Linked DNA regions of Mus musculus: all the other regions are linked to region 2. Evidence: chromatin contacts called from public Hi-C data. All regions are on one chromosome and are shown on one strand. The core of a region is the stretch at or near the end of the contact, and the rest is flanking DNA. Distances in the headings are between cores, read along the strand shown. Region 1 overlaps Zfpm2 (zinc finger protein, multitype 2). Region 2 has its middle 43 kb from the start of Gm41311. Region 3 overlaps Zfpm2 (zinc finger protein, multitype 2).

Evidence for each region. Hi-C and Micro-C count contacts between places; a contact is called where the count stands out from the background.
Region 1: a Hi-C map of cerebellar granule neurons shows a contact between it and region 2, with 4 times the contacts expected there. The contact joins two enhancer-like sites. A contact is called at or near these places in 2 of 15 datasets of contacts at CTCF or cohesin (the NIH/3T3 cell line and pro-B cells) and 3 of 484 Hi-C or Micro-C datasets (cardiomyocytes, cerebellar granule neurons and cerebral cortex).
Region 3: a contact with region 2 is called in a Hi-C map of cerebellar granule neurons, with 2.6 times the contacts expected there. The contact joins two enhancer-like sites. A contact is called at or near these places in 2 of 15 datasets of contacts at CTCF or cohesin (the NIH/3T3 cell line and pro-B cells) and 2 of 484 Hi-C or Micro-C datasets (cerebellar granule neurons and cerebral cortex).

The regions. Positions count from the first base shown.
Region 1 is chr15:41,078,626-41,083,440 of GRCm38.p6, forward strand. All of the region lies in intron 5 of Zfpm2 (zinc finger protein, multitype 2), which reads left to right. Among named protein-coding and RNA genes, the nearest start is that of Gm46502, 93 kb to the right of the region's middle. Within about 2 kb of position 3,361, at least 7 of the 459 cell types and tissues checked have an H3K27ac peak or open chromatin away from gene starts, as enhancers often do. A contact at or near this core is called in cerebellar granule neurons, where this site is marked.
Region 2 is chr15:40,383,546-40,388,103 of GRCm38.p6, forward strand. No RefSeq gene overlaps it. Among named protein-coding and RNA genes, the nearest start is that of Gm41311, 43 kb to the left of the region's middle. Within about 2 kb of position 3,181, at least 2 of the 459 cell types and tissues checked have an H3K27ac peak or open chromatin away from gene starts, as enhancers often do. A contact at or near this core is called in cerebellar granule neurons, where this site is marked.
Region 3 is chr15:41,061,305-41,065,849 of GRCm38.p6, forward strand. All of the region lies in intron 5 of Zfpm2 (zinc finger protein, multitype 2), which reads left to right. Among named protein-coding and RNA genes, the nearest start is that of Gm46502, 110 kb to the right of the region's middle. Within about 2 kb of position 3,032, at least 8 of the 459 cell types and tissues checked have an H3K27ac peak or open chromatin away from gene starts, as enhancers often do. A contact at or near this core is called in cerebellar granule neurons, where this site is marked.

The DNA.
Region 1 (4,815 bases), core at 2,111-4,610, 700 kb after region 2:
TGTCAGACTGTCAAAGCACAAGCCATAGCTAGGACTCCCTTTCTATTTGTGGATTTCAATTACTTGAAAAACTGTTTCCTACCTTGTGATGCTATGATGCTCTTGACTAATTGTTTTTAGCTTCCATTCTTGGGCGAATGCCCATGTGGCTTGTGAGAGAGCCTCATCTTCTTATATAGCAAGAAGATATGTAGAAACTCACTCCATTGTGCACATCCTGAAATCACTCGCTTGAGGAGCCCTTCCTGGTGATGGTGGGACTCAAGTTCGTGCTGATTACCCATAATCCCATGAAGGTTTTCCAGACTGCTTAAATGACTTTGCCTGAAATTCAGCAATGAAGACCTTGCGGGAAAAGACCATGCTAAGCCACCTGACCACCAGAACGCTAGTTGAGGATTTTTACTTATGACAAACAGGTATTCAGAATGTAGAGACTTGAGAGTACCTTTGATACACCTAACATAAAATTAAGTGGGAAAGATAACTCCCCTTGTCACAGAATGATAGGAAGACAAGGAAGCAGATGTGTTCAGAGGAATGTAGGTGTATGTTCAAGCAAAATCTTTCTCATGCATTTGACTATAGGCCTGGAAAGTGTCACATTAATTTTACAGACATAACAATCTTTAATGCTTATGCTTGTCACAATTGTTTCTCCTTTGGCACAAACAGTTAACTTTCCTTGCGATTCAGCAGCAGCAGCACACTCATTTCAGTAAGCATCAAATGTCTGCTCAAAGCACGTTCTTAAAGGTAGAGCTCTAAAATGTCTATGATATAGAATGGAACTCTTTAAACAGGAGACTTTTGTATCCTTTATAGAATAAAGAAAGACGCTAAAAAGCAGAGGAATGGGAGTTGCTACATATTAACAAGCAAACGTATTAGACCTGTTCATTTGGATAGCGTTTGTTATACTTCAGCAACCCAGGCTTCCGTTCTTTCCCTGTTAGGGGTGTGGGGATGTTACATCTTTATGTTTTGTTATCTTGACAAGGGTGCGTGAGTTGAATGCAGGGGCATTCAGATGAGCATTGGAGAATAGTCTGTAAATTACTACAAAGTTGTTTAGTCAATTAACATAAATCTTTAGGGATTATAAAGCTCAGTGTAGCAACTTCAACATTTCAGGTAGAATTAAATAAATAAAACCTGCATTTTCTTTTCCTCGGTCTTTCCTTCACAGTGTGCACTGAGCGCCACCTGCTGGCTGTTTCTTTTTTCAACACTATATTCTTCCCTAACAAGTCAGTCATTCAAAATTAAGATTAGAAAAGATATGTAAATTATTAAAGATCACATATATAGTTATATCTATAAATAATATTCTAATACACACATCGATAATCTTATGTCAATGCACAGAGAGAGTATCATGAATAAAGTCAAAAGTTGCATTATTTATAAATGAGCTATAAATATCCATATTTTACCTGGAAGTATTTATTATTACAAACTGTTATATCATAATGCTACAATTTGCCTTATGGTAGAAATACTGTGGCTTTTCAAAAAAGATTTTATTTGTAATAAACTATCGTGAAAGTTTTAGATACTAATGCAAAAATTAGGGCTGTGAATAGAGATTGCCCAGTGGTTAGAGCACTGGCTGCACTTACAAAGAACCCAGCTTCAATTCCCAGAACTTACACAGCAGTTCACATTCATCCACAGCTCAGGTACTGGGGGATCTGATGGTTTTCTTGCCTCCTTGGGCACCGGCATACACATGGTACACAGATATACATGTATGCAAAACAGTCACACACTTGAAATAAAAATAAATTATGCTTTAAAGGTTAAGTTAGAATTATTAAAATTCTCTGAATTTACCTACACCATGACGTAAGCAAAAATTAATGAAATAGAACCCAAATAAATGAAGCATCACACCACTGTTCTATACGTTTATGAGCAACTTAAGAATGTCAGATTTGGGCTGGAGAGATGGCTCAGTGGTTAAGAGCACTGACTGCTTGCTCTTCCAGAGGTCCTGAGTTCAATTCCTAGCAACCACATGGTGGCTCACAACCATCTGAAATAGGGTCTGATGCCCTCTTCTGGTGTCTGAAGAGAACAATGGTGAATACATAAAATAAATAAACCTTTTAAATAAAAAAAGAAAGAAAGAAAAGAAAAGAAAAAGAGACACCAGATTTTAATCTTATGTATTAGATTATATAATCTTAAATAACATATAATTACTAAAACTATACTAGTTATGAGCTTCCTTAAACATAATAAAAGACACACTAAGTCACAGCGCACCGAAGCACAACCACGACCCACAGCTGCTACTCATCTTTTAAAAAAAAATTTTAAAGCTCCACAATTTAAAGAATTTTCAATTCTGGAAAAGTGGATAAAAAGAAAAGATGTTTTGGTAGAAATTGTACATCGCACTATTAGCATCATGGATGATTTTTGTGTTACTTGAAATTGATAACAAGGCTTTGTTCAAATATTTCATGTTTCCAATGCTAAAGCAACAGAATCTCACGCAGTTCTGCCTACACTTCCGGTCCTCCCCAGCCCGGGAAGAAAGTTAGAATCCCTGTTTCCCATTAACTTTGTTTGCCAAACCAGATAGAGTAAAAAACAGGTGCATGCACGCCATTGTCATTTTTCCACAGCGGGAAATTATTAGTTCCGTTATATTTAACAGTTGATTGTAAAGAAAAATAATTACTCAAAGGAAAGCTCATATAAAGTGAAATAAAAGCATAAACATTAATTTAAAATTATATGTTGCAATAAGAAAACCCAACACACATTGTCATCTTTAGAACTTGAACCCTAATTACAAATGATAGCCATTGTTTACTGTAGGACACATTCGACCCATGATCTCCTTCAGAATTACTGAGCTTTTATGGACAGATAAAATGCTCCCTGAGAAGAGAGAAACACTGAAACAGGAAACATGCTCTGGGCAACAAAAGAGCATGAAAATAATGCATAGTACTTATAATTTTTAATTTTCCAAGCATCACAGATTGCTTAATACTGTATGGTTGTTGGGATTTTTTTTTTTTTGATAAGTATCATGTTTTGTTAGGAGAACATTTGGGTAAATATATTTAAAAGCTAATAAACTTTACCAAGGTATGGAATATGTTGACTAAAGATGGCTTGCAGAAAGATGCAATCCCCTCTCCTGGCTGCTTTTGCCCACAGATCTCTTAAGATCATCACTTAGGGGAGTTCTGAGTGCTTCATGTGGCTGATGCTGAAGCCCATCTCTCAGAGGTGACGTGTACAGGACATCTCCTAGCACACAGGACACAGGACACAACGAGAGCTGTAACTGGGCAGTATCTCTGAGTGATTGCAAATCAAGGCTGAAAACTCAGGTTCCTGCCAAATGCTGGCATTTCTGTTCCAGGGATCTGACCAGTTGCTGCAGGGGATGCCAGTCTTTCACCTCATCCACTGGTGTCACACTTTTGATCTAGCTCCCTAGAGAAAAATCGATTACTTTCTGGGAATTAAAAAAATAAATAAATAGAAAGGCAAAACAAAGAAGTCTAATAGAAATGGACAAGTTGACAGAGGCACTGAGAGGCTCATTTCTAGCCTGGTGCTTAAGGGAGCTTCATTGTGATCCTGCAATGCATATTACACAGAGAAATGGAAAGAGGGAAAAAGAAATTAAAAACAGCCTCCTATGATGAACTTGTATAATTTATGCCTCTGCAGAGCAGCAGGCACAGTGTGTCAGTTCCCCCTCCCCTCCTCTTTTCCCCTCCACCTGATTTCTGAGCCTCCCAGGCTGGGCAAGAATTTAAATTAAGAACACCCAACACACAAGTCAGAAATGAAAGTGCAGAATGCACTCCGATTATTCATAAGCTTGCAAGTTGTGTATTTTGGTGGAGATTTCCTCCCTTCTGCTCCTGATTGCTGATGAAGAATGGTATTTTAATAGGCAGATGGTAAAGACAATTACAGTTAGGGGCTCAGCTGGGAGTTGCATGAGTTTATTGCAAATTATTAGTTGATAAATGCTTTTGTTTACAAGCAGAGTCTTAAGCAGCTCTATAATCAGTTTATCAGCAGCGGGTAAAATTCTTGACAGCTTGCTCTTTCAGTGCAATGTCACCCCTTGACTGGTCCTTTGAAATCTGGATGGCCAGGACTATTTAGTCTGATGGCTGACATCATGTGCTGGTGTAAGTTGCTGCAGAGTCCAACCATAGCAGACCTTAGGAAACACAGTCCACACCCCAGGAATGCTAAAGACTATAAGAATCCTTTTGCTCCGCCTTTGGGCCCCCTTACCCTAGCTAGGCTGCCTTGACTGGCCTCGATGGGAGTGAGTGCATTTAGTCCTGGTGCAACATGATGTGCCAGGACAGGTTAGTACTCACGGTGGACTTCTCCTTCTCTGAGGAGAAGGGGAGGGGGTAATGAAGGGATGGGTTTGTGAGGGTGGGACTGATGGGGGACTGCAATCTGGATGTAAAGTGAATAAATAAATTAATAATAAATAAATGAAAAAAATTCATACAAATGTCTTTGCTTCATTGCTGAGTCTTATATCTTCTAAACCCTTAGTTCACAATGTTTTCAGAAAATTCTGAATCCATTTTTGTTTACAGGGCAAAACTTTCTGCCCGTACACTTCAACAGGAATCAGAATCTGAGCTTAATTACTCAGTTCAATTTTCTGAAAGGGGCTCTACATACTTCCTAGAAGAAGAAAAAGGAAATCTCCATAAGAAACACTTTCTTAAAGGAAAGAATAGATAGATAGAGAGGGAGGGAGAGAGGGAGAGAGGGGAGAGGGGAGAGGAGAGAGAGAGAGGGAGA
Region 2 (4,558 bases), core at 1,931-4,430:
CTGAGTGAAGTAACCCAATCACAAAGGAACTCGCACAATATGTACTCACTGATAAGTGGATATTAGCCCAGAAACTTAGGATACCCAAGATATAAGATACAACTTGCCAAACGCATGAAATTCAAGAAGAACGAAGGCCTCCTCAACTATCTTAAATGAAACAGCTCTCTAAGATGAGAATATCCATGTATTCAGGGTACATTTGAATGCTTACCTTTTATTTGGGTTGAGATAGACATATATATTGACTTTGGAGAGTGAGAAGTTTTCAAGGTCAATGAAAATCACTGGCTAAAGTTTAAGGTTCTCTGAATATCTCCTTTGTATGGAGAGCCATTCCAGGAATCCCAGGTACTTGCTGGGTAGATTCTTTTGGGAGAGTGGGGTAAAAGGAAGGGGGAAAAGGAAGTTGAACTTGTGAGCTCACCAAGGCTTTGTGACAATCTGCAGGTAGAGAGTGTGTGTGTGTGGTTGTGCGCGCTGGGGGGTATGTTTTGGGTCTCAGATAAGGTAAGAAAAGGAGAAACCCTACTGGTAAAGGGAGTCCTCCATTTTGCACCGAGCTCAGGGTTTTCCAGTAATGTCAGTGTTTAGTAAGGCCCATTGTTTAATAGTGTAATGGCCCATGATTCACAGAAGAATGATAGCCCAGACTCAAATAGTATGCAAAAGCAAAGAGTATTTTATTCTGCAGAAGTCCAGCATGCTAGAGTCTACCATCCACCAAAATGGAGGTGCCCCAGTGAGCTTGCAGGCTTGATTTAAAACACATTAGGGGAATTTTATGGAGGGGTATGTGATCTTTATCTTACTCTGCTTTATCTCTAAGGACATTCCAGAGCCATTGCTTTCAATGGAAGTCTGGAAACTGTTGCTGGGAAGTCTGGAAACTGTTGTTGACCCATGCATCAGGCTAGGTGACAGAGAGTTGCAGAGAGAGAGAGAGAGAGAGAGAGAGAGAGAGAGAGAGAGAGAGAGAGAGAGAGAGAGAGATCATCAGAGGGAAGAAAAAATGGAGAATGGAGGCAGATGTGAACCAGAATGGCTAGAAACAGCCACAGGTAGTTATGATATCATAAGTTAGAATAATTGGGATAAAGCTTTTATCATTATCAATTGGCTCTGAAGTTATTGTATTGGCATCTTGTTAATTGTGATTTTATTGATACATACATCTGATTGGTTAATTATAAGCCTTAAGGGTTTTGATTTTGCCAGGTTACTGGGTATGTGATATCTAACCATGAGGTTGGTGGATCAATTTGGTTACTCTAATGTGGAACAGAGCTGGTGGGACCCTGCTGGGACATAGTGTGGCCTGCCAGTTGCCAGCACTAATGTTGGAACATGCCAGCACATTTTTTTAATATTTCCCACAACACTGTAGTTTTTTTTTTTTTTTTCTAACTTGACCATATGGAGTTGACCCTTTTTGTTTATTTGTTTTCATATGACAAAGAAAATGAATATTAAAAGATATTCTTTAGGGAAAAGAATATTCTTTATATAGAAGGACACTGTTGTTACTAAAGAGAAGGTACTCAGGAAGCATCATGTTTATACCTATATAGAGATAAATTAGGAAAAGTTATCAAGGGGTTGAGGAAGGTTGTTCAGTAGAGTATTCCTTAACCTTTTGCCCCTCACCCACCCTTGGTGCCACAAACCCTTGTTCTTCAACCTAAACCAATTTCTTAAGGCTAGCTACACAATTTTTAAATATTCCCTGGGATAAGACCAAGAATGATTCTATTGCAGGTAAGGATCTCTGAGCACGAGGATTAGAAGAAACTGATAAATTTATCTCTTCTGGGGGAGGGGATAAAGGAGGGAGGTGCAAAATGGAGAGGAAAAGGGAGAGGGAGAGGAGAGGGAGGAGAGGGAGAGGAGAGGGAGAGGGGGAGGGGAGGGGGAGGGAGAGGGAGAGGGAGAAGGAGAGTGGGAGAGGGATAAGAATATAGCAGGTCTATTCAAAGCTATGTAACATGAAAGAAAGTTGATTCTGTTTGCAAAATGGCTTCCACAAACCTTTCAGAGTTGCCATTGCTATCAAGCATCTGGTCCATTTAGATGCACAAGAGCAAATACTAAGTAGCTGTAATGAACCAAGTGATACTCAATTAACAGAAGCAGCCACAGGAAACTAGTTTTCAAGCTCCTGTTCAATTTTGACCTCACTATGAGACAGTTTTTTGGTTACTTCTACTCTAAAAGTCTTTATAGTAATATCCCTATCCATTATCAACAACTGAGATCAGCATTTGAAAAGAAAAAAACAATTTCATAGCTGACAGTGGAGAAGCGTTTTATGCCACCTGGCCCCACTTATGCCCTATACTCCACTTCCCTCTTTGAACAAGTGCGTCTGCGTGTCAGAATGTGACAGATTGTCACGTGGTACAGAAGTTATTTCTATACTTTTTGCACACCAAGACTTCCTCAGGGTAATTTTGCTGCCTTTGCTAACCCAGAGTGGAATCCATTTCCACTGCTTGATTCTGAATCATACTTGTGGCTTTGGGCAGTGGAATGATGGAGGGGCCCGCCAGTGTATCAGTGTTGAATGTTGATCTCCACAAGTCTTCAGTAATTCTGATAGCTCTCTTGGAGCCCAACTCAGTGCCACAGAAAGAAAGAAGACTCAAGTTAGGCTTCTAAGTGATGAAAACTCTGGGTGCCAGTAACTTTCTAACCAGCCTCTAGGCAATATAAAAAATATCATGGTGAATTCCCATCTGCAGCTAGCCTTTGTCAGCTAACTGGAGACTACTAAAAACCAAATGCAGTTGGCAAACCCAGATCCAGGTCAGCAGAGTTCTAAGAATTCGTGAGCAATAGCAAAGACGTAGTTTTAAAAATCTCTTTCTTTGAGTTTCAGTATCAAGCAGCAGTTGAAGGTAGATTAGCAGTCTACAACAAGATCAATCTCATCACTGTCTGTAGTTCCAAAGACATTGCTAACTCCTGGAGTTGAATATGAGAACTTGCCGGAAAACTAACCACCCTACAACTAGAGTGAAACTTACTTTGGTTCTATATTATTCTGGGCTTCCAAAGGTGCTCAAGTGACTTTATTTGTACACATCCTAGCAAAACCAGTTGCCATAGACCTAGGGACTGATTTTGACGTTTTCCACAGCAGGACTAGAATCTGTCCTGGTCATTGGAGTCAGAGTTGCAAACTGGAGCCAAGTTAATCTCCATGTACCATCTGCCCTCTCAAATTTCAATGTATCCTCTCCCTGTGAGTAGTCTGCTATAAAAATTTCCCATATAACCCAAGCATTTGACCTAGGCAAGACAATGATTTGCTTATTGCCTTTGTCTTTGAATCTGTACAGCATTTGTACAGTATGCTGTACAGATTCTGTAGCCATGGAAGTCAGTCTCTAGATCAGCCTTTTTGACTCCACACTGAGGTTCCTATATATATGGCTCAATAGAATCACTTTTGGTTTTGTCCTAGGCTTTCAGTAAGTATTTACTTAGCTTTAGGAAAGATAGTTCAGGATATTGAACATGCCTTTGGAAACTATGTAGGGCCTACAAACTTTGGAAACTATATGTAGGGCCTACAAACTGCCTAGTTCACAATATTACTACAGCTCCATGAGAACTCTGACATTTTTATAATTATATGTATGTAAGTCAATACTTCCTGCGTGCCTTCTCCAGGACATGTACTTAGAAAATAGCTATGTTAGTGCAGGAGGGAATCATGAATTCTAATTCTATTCTAAGTGGGCTAGTCTGAGTAGAACTCATCAGAAGTACATCATTTGGATCTATGTTTCTTTCTTCATAGAGATACCAAATTAAACTAGATAGATGACTACAAATGTCTTGCAGCACTATGAGTTTAATCTGTGTTGGATGAGAGAGTGTGCTGATAGGTTTTTAAGTAGCAAATTACCATGAATGTTCATAGGCAAGATTGGCTATATGGACCACAGAATTTTGAGCAGATCAAACCATCATCAAACCATCATATGCTTCCACAGCTTTGTGCCTCAGACATTGCTTTTCCATGGATCCCACCTTGATAGAGAACACAGATCCATAAAGTAACAATGGTTTATTGAAAGAAATAATTTTCAAGAAATCTTGATGCAGTGTGACATACTCTATTTCTAAAGATATGTAACTTGTATTAGAAGATTATGTATCAAGATGACAAAGCAGAGTTATAGAAACTGAAGTTTATATATAACAAGATAAAGAATCTAGCTGCCTCCATTTTAGGATACTGACTGTAACTGATGGTGGACCAGTAATGCTGCCAGATCCTTTGATATGTCATTCCTCACATTCATCCCCATGGAAGAGATGGCTTTCTATTCCATCTGGAGAGGATGGACTGACATCCAAAAACTTCCTGTCTCTTGGACAGTGCTTGAGAGGCCACTGCCAATGTTTGCCACTACGAATCTTCTTTTGTATGCTTTTCTTGCTGACTGACTCTCTATTAGCTGATATTTCCTTCTCCAGATATGTTTGTTTATTCAAATATGGCAGTCTGGCCGTGTTGACTTGGGAGTAATATTTTTCTCTGTTGGGG
Region 3 (4,545 bases), core at 1,782-4,281, 680 kb after region 2:
CCACCCCACCTGATTCCTCCAGCAGTTCACATACCTGACCTCTCCATCCATCCACAGTAGGTTGAACATTATCTTGGCAAGTCTTCAGCTTTACATAACTCTTTCTGATTCCTTTAGAATTAGGGTGACTGTCAGTGGTCTGACTTACTTTAGTAGATGCTCCATGAGAAAAACAAATGTATGGATAAGAATAAGAAGCTTCAGTTTCTAAATTATAGATGACTGATGCAAAATCCCTGAAGTAATTAATAACTTTTAAGTAAACTTAAAATAAAATAGTATTTGATAGTCTTACTTACCTGTCTCAACATTTTAAAATGCAAAACCCAACTTCATATTACTGAGTGATCGTTGTATAGTACTCTGTCATTCAGTAGCAGTAACAATTCATACTTCCACCAAGAAATACCAGGACAAATATAACTACATACAGAAATAACAATAGTGCTTTAATTCCCACTCATGCTAAATAATCACTCTCAGTTAAATATGGAATGTTCAAGTGGAGATTGGGTTTGCTTCTACAGGCTGAGTATTTACCCTAAGTGTTTTGTTCTCTTGTCCTTGGTACATTTCTCATATTCTGTTTTTTTTAATTGTTTTTTATATTTTCAACTCATTTTTTCCTAAATATTGTGAGCACTACTTGCTAAATCATTACTCTGACTGTCATTACAATGGTAAATGAAATTATCATGTGCAATTGAATTTCCCATCAGTATTACAGAAATATACAGGATTTATTTTGTTTTGTTTTTCTTAACACATTTGTGTCTGAGAGATAACAGAAAATAACGCCAGGACATGGTTTGTAAGCTCATACGTGCCTACTGCAAAACTGGCCCTGGGTATAGCTGACCTACTATGAGGATATAAACTGAACTGGTCTTCTACATTGTGTGACAGTCTGGAGAAGTAAGTGTGTGTGTGCGTGTGTGTGTGTGTGTGTGTGTGTGTGTGTGTGTGTGTGTTTGGTATGTGTGTTTCTGGGGTGTGTGTGTTTGTGTATGACAGTGTGTCTGGTGTGTGTATGTGTTTCTGGTGTTTGTGTGTGTGTTTGGTGTGTGTGTGTGTGTGTATGACTGTGTGTGTGTGTGTGTGTGTTTCTGGTGTTTGTGTATCCAGTGTGTGTGTGATTAGATGCCTAGTGCGTGCGTGTGTGTTTATGTGTGTGTGCGTGCATGTGTGTGTGTGGTTTGCGGTTGTGTGTGTTTGTGTGCATGCAAGTGTGCTATAGCAATGGTCCTAACAGAGAAACAGAGTGATGCAAACATACAAAAAAAGAAAACCTACTAACACTGACCTCAAGACTTTAGTTGGAAGGGAAGGTAGCAAATACCAAAAAGCTCTGTTTAGAAAACGAAATATGATTTTCCAGGAAATAAAAATTATATTTAAAGAGCATCTGAAAGTGTTTTTACAATTTTATTGACACCATAAAAATTATTTTCCAGCTGAAGGTTTGAGCCCACAATAAAACCTTTATGTCAAAAATCACCCTTACACGAGAAGAAGAAAGCATGCTGCAAGTCTTTTAAAAGTGCCATTTTCAGAATTCCTTCTGATGATTGCTGCTCCTTTTCTCTGTAAAGTTCTATAAAGAATATATTTTAATTAGCTTCCATTTGATACCACTTCATGCATACTGCCCACTCTGACCCAGTGTGTGATCATATAGAATACATCACAAAAGAACTGGTCATTTGAGTGCTTTAATATAGCTTTGTATTAATGTCAGACATCATTTCAACAAGGCATTAAAAGTGTTATTTAATGACTGAAGTGCGGTGGGTAGAAAAGGCTTAATCTTTGTGGAAAGAACAATTTCAATTAGCGCTAAAATATTAATTTGTTGGCACCACTATATAATCTAATGTATTTGGCTACAAAACACCGAATGAATAATACATAGAAACCACTTGTCTTATAACTAATACTGCCTCTTTTTTAAAACAGTGGTTTCCAATTTTATAACCACCATTATTCAGTTAAAATTAAAAGAAAAAACTTGATCATTTTTAAGGCAGAAGCTTTCACTCTGTCCCCCTCCCCCGCAAGGTAATTTGTGAGGCTATAAATAAAGTATGCAATCTCTGGCTGGTAAGATATTGAATAGGTTTTAAACATGATATGGCTATCAGTCTTAAAAATTTAAGGGCATTTTTATTTATTTGTTTACACGGTGAGTGTAAGATATTCTCTCTGGAAACAATTTGTCTCACGGTGGAAAGTGTGAAAATATGAGAGCAAACATAACTGCAGACCTTAATCCTACCATTGTGTTCCTGGGAAGTTGAAAGGCTGGCTGGCTGCCGCTCTGGTTTTTCCCTTCTTTTAATGTCTCCCCATAGCCTTATCTTTCCATTGTGTTGCTTGTTTTCTGCAACATCTTGGCACTGGTTTTTCTGATTGTGCATGTGGTCCCTCCTTAAGGACAGTGAAAGTCACACGGGTAACACCTCCGTAGCCCTTTTGAAAATACCCTGTTTTCCCCTGCAGCTAACTAGAAATCTATGTTTGCTTCCATAGCCTTCTCCAGGGCTGCCCCACAAGGGAAAGTCTAGGTATCTCTAAATCAGGTAACACAACATGGAATGTTCGTTTCCTCCGGCCAGAAAAGATTTTATGTAGTCACAAACGTCCTCAAAACAAATAAAGGAGACAAGGATATTTACCTAGGTAGGCCTAACCAACATGAATTAATTCCATAAGTATCCTGGTCTCTATTTTTCTTCACTGGCTTGGGCCTCATTCAGTCTGGTTAATTCTCAAATATATACACAATGGATTTGTGTTAATGTAAATCCTGCTCAGTATAAAAGAAAAGAGGAAACACTGAGTTTGAGAGCAAGGCAGAGCCGCAGAAATGCAGATTCCAAACTAGGTAAAGGGAGGCTTTTGTCATAGATTTTGTGCAGCAGTTGGCATTGGCAGTATTGCAAAAAGAGATGTATTCTGTTGTGCTCTGTTTGATCAAGTGCTAAACCCGTGTGATCAATAGAGAGACAGATGTCGGGTGCAGATGGCGATGCCGTGATACCTGGGGCAGCACGGGCCTGCCAGAATGACAGAATGGGAACAGGGACGAGCAGCAATGCAACAGAATGTGACAAATGAAATTAGGGTTTATACTAGTCAATAATTTACAGCTAATACAAAGTGACAGAATTTTTCAGTACCGGGTATATTTTACCTCCAGTAATGCTATAGCCAATAAAGGCATATTTCATGCAACATAATAAAACGAAAGCTGTAGGAAAATATAGTCCAACCGTTTTTTATTATGTTACAACTTTTAAAATTGATCCCGGGGAGAATACTAATAGCATGTGAGTCTTGTTAGAGCAATGTCTAAAGGCATTTTATCTGAAAATTTATAGCAGGCCCATCACTTACTCTCATTGCATATTACACGTATAAGTTGGAGACAGATAACCCTGCACTGGCCAAGTGCATATGCGTTACTCTAGAAACAGATTACACGAGGTTCATTTGGTCTGTTTATAAAACAACAGTGAATTCCAAATTATTAAGTAAACATTTTAATTTCCTATATTAATGGATATACTTAAGCAGTCACCTGTGTAATTAAAAATGAAAACCTAAATCCAAATTAAAATTTTCTTCGTACTCAGGACAAAAGCTAACTGTATTTAGAATGCATTTTATGAGTACAATTCAAAAGACATGGGTAAGTCCCCGAAGTGACATGTGTAATAATAGTTAGCAAATCTACTGATGTCCTTATCTGACTTAGCCAATTCAACATACTCCAGGGATATTCTTGTGTATTCGGTAGCTACCTGGCAGTAGTCTGGGGCTACTTTAGGGTGGAAAAGCATAGTGTGCTCTGTTTTTCCTCCTCATTTGATTCTCCTTCTCCTTCCAAGCCCCAAGAATTTTGAAGCTAAGCCATGTCTTCACAAAACTTGAACAAACTACCATTTAGCCTGAGAATCTAATCTCCACCCATTCACACACACACACACACACACACACACACACACACACACACACACCCCTCACAGTCTCCTGTATTATCTGCATTGTGGCAGAAGAGTGCAGCTCTCTTGCCATGGACAAAGGTAAACACAAAACTAGTGAGCAGGTTTTCATTACTGCAAGACCACTCACTCACTGCCTGAAAAATCAGCCTCACAGGGTTTTAATGCATCCACTCAAATCCCATCTCCCTTCTTCAAGCTTCCTACCACTGATGGCACAGTGATTTTTCTACTCCCTTAAACTGCATTAGCAAGCACTACTGTATGACTGGGCCTGATATCAGAATTGTGTGTGAATAACACAGACACAATTGTGCTTGTGTGTTTAGCTGTGTTCATTACCCAATTGTATAGTATGTTCCCAGAGTCAAGGAACTTGACCTTTCAATATCATAAAGTATAATCCTAAAAAGACATGATAAAATGATGGATACATTTATGCACGAGTGAATTCAACCAAGAATTCATTCCATCCACCATGGCCCCTCTCTTTCATACCTTGCTCATTAGTGCCTGCAGTAATGGTGCCCCCTTAATGTTC